Linked DNA regions of Mus musculus: all the other regions are linked to region 1. The links are chromatin contacts, called in public HiChIP or PLAC-seq and promoter capture Hi-C maps. All regions are on one chromosome and are shown on one strand. Each heading gives the region's core, a stretch centred on a gene start, on an enhancer-like site or on the middle of the called end of the contact. The rest is flanking DNA. Distances are from core to core; before and after follow the strand shown. Region 1 holds the start of Abl2 (v-abl Abelson murine leukemia viral oncogene 2 (arg, Abelson-related gene)). Region 2 has its middle 9.9 kb from the start of Gm39683. Region 3 overlaps Axdnd1 (axonemal dynein light chain domain containing 1).

Region 1 (2,871 bases), core at 158-2,657:
TTCTGGAGACCCCCTTATCTCTGCCTCCCCCCTTCTTGTGGACCAGCTGGGATCACAGAGCTTGGGCTGGTGCATCTGGCTTTTCTCTATGACCAGTAGCTGCTTGTGTGGGTCCTAGGCAGCAAGTTCAGGTGGTCAGGCTTGCAGTGCAAGTCTTCTTTGTCATTAACCCATCTTTCCCCAGCTCCTAAGGCTCTTTAATAGTGAATATCAAAATCAGCTGGAGTGGGGGGCGGTAGTAGCAAGTGGTAGAGCACTCACCTGGAACTCAAGGTCCTGAGTTTGAGTCTCACCCACATGCACTTGTGATCTTACACCATTCTACAAAAGACATGTATGGGGAATTATATCTATTTTGCTAATTCTTTTCTTCCCCAGGGTGGTTTTCCTTGGTTTAAGCAATGGCTCCAGTCCTCATGGCACATAGGGTGTACATCTATAAAAATAGCTTCTCTTCTGTCCATTTCTCTATTTAGACCCCAGACGGTGAAGATGAGTAAGTTTTGACTCAGAAACAAGGTCAAAGTGATTTATCTTTTCCTTGCCAAAAAGGAGGGCCCAACCTGCACTGAGAGGAAAGCATGTCTGTGAGAAGAGTCGCTTTACTGTCAGGCATTTTATTTATTTATTTATTTTAAAGATTCATTTATTTATTATATGTTAGTACACTGTAGCTGACTTCAGACACTCCAGAAGAAGGCATCAGATTTTGTTACAGATGGTTGTGAGCCACCATGTGGTTGCTGGGATTTGAACTCGGGACCTTTAGGAAGAGCAGTCGGCGCTCTTAATCACTGAGCCATCTCACCAGCGCCCCACCAGGCGTTTTAAAGTAAACAGAAACACATGCGGGTAGGTCGATGGTGGAAGAGTTCAAGAGAAATCCACGGTAGTATGAAGAATTGAGTTCTAACCGCTTTGCCAATAAGACGGCAAAGTGCACATCAAGAAATAATTCACCGAATTAAGTTAACCCCGCACTTGACCATCTCCCCGTGAATTCTGTACCATTCCAAACTTCATTCTGGGCCCAATGCTAAGTGTGTGTGAAGGGCTCCTCAATTGAATGGCAGCGAAGCCCAGGGATCAGGAGCCTCAGCTGTTTGGTGCTGAGCTGCGCGGCGCACGTGGTGGCTTCTCAGCCTCTTCTGATTTGACAGGTGGAGGTGGGACGGGAAAGGCCGGGCGCCCACAGTCCTCCAAGTGGGGCAGTGTGTGGAGCCGAACGTGGGTGAAGGTAGCAGTAAAAGCACTCGAGGGCCCTCGAAAGCTTCGCTGACCCTGTGGGCCCCGGCTTCCACCCAGCGGGGCGCGGCGCGGGGCGGGGCTCCGCCGAGCTCCGCCCACCGAGTAGCGGAGGTGCTTGGGCGAGAGGGGGGCGGGAGACGCTCTGTCCCACGCTCGCCCTGTGCTCGGTGGTTTAAAGATGGCGGCGGCGGCTGGGGCGAGGAGCCGCCGGAGGGGGAGGGAGAAGGAGAGTCTGTGAGTCGCTGGGAGGCAGCGCGGCAGCGGCTCCGAGGAGTCCGCGTGGGAGCCGCCGGCAACTCCGGCCCAGAGGGCCTGGGCTTGGGCCGGAGAGACCGGAGCGGCGCCAGGAGCTCCGGAGGCCGGAGCAGAGGAGGAATGTGAGCAAGGGTCGGCGGGGGCGCGGGAGTACGCGAGCGGCGGGATGGGGCAGCAGGTGGGCCGCGTCGGGGAGGCTCCGGGGCTCCAGCAGCCGCAGCCGCGCGGGATCCGGGGCAGCAGCGCAGCCAGGCCCTCGGGCCGCAGGCGGGACCCGGCGGGGCGTACCGCAGACGCCGGCTTCAACGTCTTCACCCAGCACGGTGAGTGTGTCCGGAGCCGGTGGAGGGCATGAGGGAGGCCGGGGAGGGGTGGGGTGGGGTCGGGGCGAGGTGCGAGGCGGATGGGCAGCCTTCGGGGGGCGAGGGCTGGAGGGGTGCCCGCGAGTGGGGGCGGAATCGGCTGCCATCTGGGCCAGTCACGGGAGGCGAGGCACACCCCTCCCCCCGCCTGGCTGGCAGCGTCTGGGGGCGGCGGCGGCGGCGAGCACGAACCGGGGTCTTAGGGACCCAGGCTTGACTGTCCTGCTATCCTGGGACAGGACGGGGCGACTGTGGAACTGTGGATGGTATCCCCAGGGAGGGAAGGATGAAGGCAGGTATGAGCTCAGGTTCAGGAGGTGGGAGGATAAACCGGTTGTGAACGACGGGAACGAGTCGTGCCCTGAGGAATTGGGAAATAGGTACTGAATCTTTAAGAGATTGTGGTGGCATATTCGGTATGTGCTTTATGAACCAGGCGGTGAGCAGTGTCAGAATGGTGAACTGTGAAACCCTTTTCCGTATCTTTTTACTTTCAACAGAGTATTTTCTCCAAACTAGAAATGAAAGGCTTTGCCAAACCACCCTGTTCTGCCTATCCGAGTAGGACACAGGATTCTGAGATGGCTGGCGGGGCTGTCGATGGGTGGGCATGGTTAGGGCTTCCTTCCATGTGGTCTGAACATGAGTTTTTCTTTGAGCTGCATTGGTGTATACATATGTGCTCCGCATAGTCTGGGACTTACTCGGTGTCATATTCTTCAGAAGGGCTGTTTCTAAACTATTTAAAATTATATTTATTTTGTGTGTATGTGTATGTGCGCACACACCCATGTATGCAGAGGTCAGGAGACAACTTGGGGAGTCATTTCTCCCAGGTATTAAACTCTTTATCAGGCTTGGGGGCAAGTGCCTGAACTCTAGTAAATACAAATTTTGAGCACATACTCTTAATTTGTGTGTCTTTATTAATATAGACAAGGTTATAGTAATTAACAAATAATGTAATCAACGGTCAGAAATAGAGTATAAGAAAGGGTGCCATGAG
Region 2 (2,871 bases), core at 192-2,691, 180 kb after region 1:
CACTCCCAAGGGCTCCTAAAGAATTCATAAACAACTGGAATTATCTGCTTTGCTTTGGTGTCCCACACAGCTGTCAAGGATAGCGCATTCAAAGGACCAGCTAAGCAGCAGCGGACCAAGGAAATGGAATGCTAGTTATTTTCAACATGTTCAGAATGTCATATGTCAGTGTGTGTGTGTGTACATGAGTGTAGGTATATGTGTAGGTGTGTATATATCTGTGTGTCTGTGTAGGGGTGTGTGTGTACGCGGGTGTGCATGTGTGTGTGTATGTAGGTGCGTATGTGTATGTGGGGGGCATGTCTGCCGTGACACATGTCTGGAGGCCAGAGCACAATTTTCTGGACTTTGTTCTCTCCTCACCGTTGAGAGGATCCGGGGATTGAACTCAGATCCTCAGGTCTGCGTCCTCACCCACTGAGCCATCTTACTGGCCCTCTCTTTTCCCTTTGTTGCATTTTACATCTAATTTTGTTTTTGATCTGTGGAAGAAATCCATTACAGGTTTCTCTAGCGTACAAAGGAATAGTATGTACAAGCGAATTTCCGCCTTGAACTCATTTCCGTCGCCGTTACACACAGTGTTTCTGTGTCCCTCTTCAGAGCTGAGTGGACCTCATTCAGGATCATGTCCTAAATTCTGCTGGGTGTGATGTGATGTGATCCTCTGACTCCAGTGCCAAGAAGGAGGGCAGCTCTCTCCACCTCAGGTTATAAAATGCGCCAAACAATGATGTAATGGCACAGAAATAAATATGGGATTCTCAATGAAACGCTAAGCACCGGAGAAACTCACACAGAAACTGAAAACAGTTTTGAAACCTTTCAGTCCTACCTTCCTCCACTCACAAACACAGACAGGCAATTCACAAGTAAACTCAAATTTTTCAACAGCCGATGGTTTGTAGCCATGAAAGAAAAAAAAAAAAAAAAAAACAACCACCCACAAGTCAAACACTGCCTACAGAGCCTTTCCTTGTCCTTGTCAGAGCTCAAAGAAGGTCCTCCAGCAACACAAACCTCTGAGGTTGAGGGCTGCAGGGACCAGGGCGGTCCAGGACAGAGTTCCTTTCATGAAGCAGAGTGAAGACTGAGTTTATTCATGGGATTTGGGGGTGGTTGAACTTCGTGCTCTCCAGGGCCCCATCTGCAGTCCTGGAAGAGGCTGGGCCCTGAGGGCTTACTCACCCTCTGGAGAGCAATATGGGGTGTGGTTGTGAACCCCAGCATCCGCTATGGGAGGTGCTCAGATGGGAGCTCTGATCCTGGGTCTCTGTGGCTGCTCCAACATTTGTCACTTGTGTCTGAGCTGATGCCAACTTTCAAGGACCCCAGACCAGCAGGAGCTAGACACCAAATCCAGTCTCGCTATAACCTTTATGCCACTCTCTCATGAAACAAACACCCAGGTCCCAGCTACACGGTGCCAGCAGAGGAGAGGCTAGGAGAGCCTGCCAGGTGGGAATGGGGCAGGCAGGGCGTCTGGGAGGAGGCATCTTCTTAGAGAGAGGGAAGTGCTCTCCAGTGACATTTTAATTTATGTCCTGCGTGTACGACTGAGAACATGCCAGTTTCCACATAACTCCATCTCTCATCAACTAAAATGTTCCTCTTTTTCTTTTTCTGCTATGTATGAGGGGGGCATGTTCCTGTGTGTTTGTGTAGAGGGCAGAGGTTAATGTTGGGCGTCTGTATCTCTCTACCTTAGTTTCTGAGACAGTCTCTCACAGGACACGGAGTTCAGCGATTGGCTAGTCTGACCAGTGAGTCCTGATATCTGCCTGTCTCTGTTCCCCATGCTAAGCTTTTTAGGTTGGTGTGGGGGATCTGAACTCAGGTCCTCATGCTGGCATTTTGCCCATGCAGCCATTTCCCCAGCCTCTGCTCTTATTTTCTTATCCTGTGGGGTCAGAGGTGACACACATATAGAGCTGTGACAGATATCAGGATCCTCTCAGTAGGTGTTGTGTATACAAAGTGTGGCATCCACACTGCAGTACCAGAGTGCTACTCTGTCTTAGTCAGGGTTTCTATTTCTGCACAAACATCATGACCAAGAAGCAAGTTGGGGAGGAAAGGGTTTATTTGGCTTACACTTCCATGTTGCTGTTCATCACCAAAGGAAGTCAGGACTGGAACTCAAGCAGGTCAGAAAGCAGGAGCTGATGCAGAAGCCATGGAGGGATGTTCTTTACTGGCTTGCTCAGCCTGCTCTCTTATAGAACCAAGACTACCAGCCCAGAGATGGTCCCACCCACAAGGGGCCTTTCCCCCTTGATCACTAATTAAGAAAATGCCTTACAGTTGGATCTTATGGAGGCATTTCCTCAACTGAAGCTCCTTTCTCTGTGATAACTCCAGCTGTGTCAAGTTGACACAAAACTAGCCAGTACACACTCTAACAGCCCTTCTGTGTTTATTGAGCACCTACAGAGAGCAGGTCACAGGCTCTGGGTCCTTGTTCTTGGGACTCACAAGGCAGTAGGAGCCTGGTAGTAGGCTACTTCAGATGACAGTATTTTAAAATAAGAGTATCCTCTGTGGTGTTTTCATTTGCTAGATCTGGTAAGTCTACCCAGGACACCATTAAGAATACAAAGTATGGAGTTCATAACTAGGGACTCTTGTCGTTTCTTCCTTTCTGACTCTTTCCAGGCCTTCAAGATGTTGAAGTAAGGACATGGGGTGGGTCCCCTGGAGTGACATTCTGGAGTTCCCTGGGTCAACTCTGCTGACATTACAGGAACCAAAAATTCGTATGTCATCTCTGTGAAGGGAATCAAGGGCCAGCTGAACACTTCCTGCTGCTGGTGTGGGCACAGTTAAGAAAGGCAAACAAGAACTAAGAAAAAAATGGTTCACCCAGCAGGA
Region 3 (2,871 bases), core at 120-2,619, 150 kb before region 1:
TTTTAAAATTTTTATTAGATAGAAACACCCAAAGCATGAAAGAGGGCACCGCAGAAGGAGGACTAACAGAACAAAGCCAAATGGCACGTGTATGAAAACATCCTAATGAGCATGGGATGCTAGCACACACCTTTAGTCTCAGCACCCAAGAGACACAGACAGGTGGATCCTTGCCTGAGGCCAGCCAAAGCTACAAAGTGAGTGAGTCTCTCTCTCTCTCTCTCTCTTTCTTTCTCTCTCTCTCTCTCTCTCTCTCTATATATATATATATATATATATACACACACACACACACACACATACACATATACAGAAAAGAAGAAAAATTAAGAAAAGAAAATGTCATGTTGAAATTTAATAAAAGAAAGGTTTTCCTTTGCTCACAGAAAGTGTGTGTGAAGTCTTTGTGAAGCTGGCCATGTGAATGCTGTGTCTATGTCAAGGAAAAGCAGGCATTTTATATCCTCCCTCTCTTTTTATGTAAATATATACAATTATACACAATTCTACATCTACTACATTCTTACTTAGGCAAGGTAGGTATGCCTTTAATCTCAGAACTTGGGAGGCAGAAGCAGGCAGACCTGTGTGAGTTCAAGACCAGCCTGGTCTACACAGTAAGCTCCAGGTTAGCAAAAGCTAGGCAATAAGACCATATCTCAAAAAATATTTCATTACTTTATTGTTGGTTGGGATGTGTATTTCTGGGAGGGGTGTGTAAATATAGGCACAGATAGATATACCACAGCGCTCATTTGGCAGTTGGAGGGCAATTTGGGGAAGTTGGGATTAGGGATGGAGCCAAGAGTGAGAGAAAGAGTGCCAGTTTATCAGGTTATACGGGTGTTTATTCATAAACAACAATAAAACAAATAGAAAGTGAAATGGGATTGCATTCATTCACACACTCACTTCACTCTCCTCCGGTCTGGCATATGTCGTAGCCTGGCTCTGATGGCTGCGCAGGCAAGGCCCTCGGCATTTCATGCTGTGCTTTGGAGCTTCTGGACACACCAGCCCCAAGAAGGTAATAATAGGAACCAGAGCATATACCCCACAGGAACTTAATGAAATTAGAAAAAAATTATGCCCAAAATGGCATGAAGGATGCATATGCTACATAGTGAAACTGTGGGAGAAGGGAGCAGATATAATAATGTTACCAGATCAAGAGATGTTGGGAACCGTCTCCTAGGAGAAAGGGGCTATCAACTCTGCAGCCATCTCCCGCCCTTTACTTGCAGGCTGGTATTTTTCCACCCTGCCAAGAGACTTGTTTCCTAGCATGCGGTTTTTGCAAGCAGCCCACCACAGCTGAGCACACTCTGATAACATCTCATTCTTTTCAGACATTTCCTGGACTTGCAGTTTAGTGCCCCCAGCTGCTAGTCACTTGTGGTTTAGTGTCTCCAGCTGCACTCATAAGGCTTAGCTTATGCTTATGTGCCCTTAATTGTTTTTCAATAAATGGGACTTGACCAGCAACCTGTCTTGCCTCCATTCTTCAAGTCTCTTGCCCCTTCCATACCACTCTCTCTCTCTTGCAGACCCCGTTGACTGATCTGCCGGCCAGGTCAAAGAGATGCACAAAATTAGAAATGTCATGGGAAAATCCCACCGTATCAGAAGCTCTGGAACATGAGTTAGACAGCTCCAGGGGAGATACACATTCACTGCTTGATTGGATAGCTGCAGCTTGGAGATAGGCATTCCCCTTCTTAGATGTAACTCAGTTGGAGGCCTCAGCAAAATGGAATCGTTTACAGAAAGCAATTCAGTTAGCAAGGAAATTAGGAGTACTCCACTTCAGCTACAACCAGGTTCCTGACCCACAGGCAGCACCTGTGGCCTCCCCCTGCCTTGAAGGAGGCTGATTCAGACCTTGCTGCTACTGAGAATGAGACCACCTGGGGTGGAGCCTTCTGACCTAGATGGCTTTATTTTTCTGTCACCTGCCGCTGCTCTTCTCCAAGAAGCACTACGCTGAGAGGCTGAACCTGTCTTCCTGAGATGTTCCTGAGATAGCCAACAACCTGTGGACTTGGCGACCTAATGCTAAAAGCTCTGACAGACTACTTAGCAACAAAGCATCAAGAAGCCTGGTGTGGCAGGAGATGGGCCTCCCCCCTTTATAAGCACAGACTCTTAGTAAACTTTGGGCCTTGATCAGAAATCTGTCTTGGTCTCGTTATTCCTCTCATACTCTCCCATACAGCTCTGGCCTCCCACTCAGGAGCCCAGTTAGTGTGGCCGCAGGCGGCTACACGCACCAAGGTTGGCCCAGTTTAGGAAAATCCGGTAAAGAAGCTCCACAACATCCAGGGATGACCCCAGCTGGACCACTGCAAGGATGCCAAGTGCGGCAGATGCCATGGACTTCTTAGAATCATGCAGAGAGTTAGACTCAGAGAAGGTTATACTAAAGTACCTACCCATTAAAGTAAGAAATATAATGGAGTAAAGAGACGGTTCAAATATAAATATATATATAAATATTTATATACATATTTATATATACATGTATGTGTATATGTCTATGTGTGTGCATATATATGTATATGTGTGTGGTGTGGTGTGTGTGTGTGTATATATATATATATATATATATATATATATATGTATATATATCCATTTGGAAGACAGAATACCAACCTCCCAGTTAGCTCAGGACCAAGCCAACCATGGAATCCCACCAGACTCTTGTTTGGACAAGCTCCTCACAGACCTTTTTTTTTTTTTTTAGGGCAGGGGGGACCCAATGGCCGGGGTCCCCCTCACCCAGGATTCAACAACCAAGGGCCGAGTGTAGGGGCAAGACCTATGAACAGGAGGCCACCCAGGAAAAACCTAAGAGTGTGAGGACATCCCTTT

What was found. Promoter capture Hi-C pulls out the DNA fragments that hold promoters and counts their contacts. HiChIP or PLAC-seq counts read pairs in DNA pulled down with a chosen protein or histone mark.
Region 2: an HNF4G HiChIP or PLAC-seq map of pancreatic cancer cells shows a contact between it and region 1. The contact joins the enhancer-like site here to the promoter of Abl2 in region 1. A contact is called at or near these places in 2 of 39 promoter capture datasets (the HPC-7 cell line and pre-B cells), 2 of 484 Hi-C or Micro-C datasets (CD4 T cells and regulatory T cells), 1 of 115 datasets of contacts at active chromatin or transcription factors (pancreatic cancer cells) and 1 of 9 other capture datasets (adipose tissue).
Region 3: a contact with region 1 is called in a promoter capture Hi-C map of the HPC-7 cell line, with 2.3 times the contacts expected there. The contact joins the enhancer-like site here to the promoter of Abl2 in region 1. A contact is called at or near these places in 12 of 39 promoter capture datasets (the 3T3-L1 cell line, the C10 cell line, the HPC-7 cell line and 8 more), 2 of 15 datasets of contacts at CTCF or cohesin (pro-B cells and stem cell-derived epiblast-like cells), 66 of 484 Hi-C or Micro-C datasets (the AML12 cell line, B cells, the C2C12 cell line and 43 more), 7 of 115 datasets of contacts at active chromatin or transcription factors (bone marrow-derived dendritic cells, bone marrow-derived macrophages, effector CD8 T cells and 4 more) and 3 of 9 other capture datasets (adipose tissue, liver and pancreatic islet).

The regions. Positions count from the first base shown.
Region 1 is chr1:156,557,380-156,560,250 of GRCm38.p6, forward strand. Abl2 (v-abl Abelson murine leukemia viral oncogene 2 (arg, Abelson-related gene)) reads left to right here and starts at 1,408. Exons shown (of 12, transcript NM_009595.3): 1 at 1,408-1,826. The coding sequence starts at 1,670.
Region 2 is chr1:156,733,095-156,735,965 of GRCm38.p6, forward strand. No RefSeq gene overlaps it. Among named protein-coding and RNA genes, the nearest start is that of Gm39683, 9.9 kb to the right of the region's middle. Within about 2 kb of position 1,442, at least 36 of the 459 cell types and tissues checked have an H3K27ac peak or open chromatin away from gene starts, as enhancers often do. A contact at or near this core is called in the HPC-7 cell line and pancreatic cancer cells, where this site is marked.
Region 3 is chr1:156,406,857-156,409,727 of GRCm38.p6, forward strand. All of the region lies in intron 4 of Axdnd1 (axonemal dynein light chain domain containing 1), which reads right to left. Among named protein-coding and RNA genes, the nearest start is that of Axdnd1, 13 kb to the right of the region's middle. Within about 2 kb of position 1,370, at least 43 of the 459 cell types and tissues checked have an H3K27ac peak or open chromatin away from gene starts, as enhancers often do. A contact at or near this core is called in the C2C12 cell line, CD4 single positive thymocytes, CD8 T cells and 10 more, where this site is marked.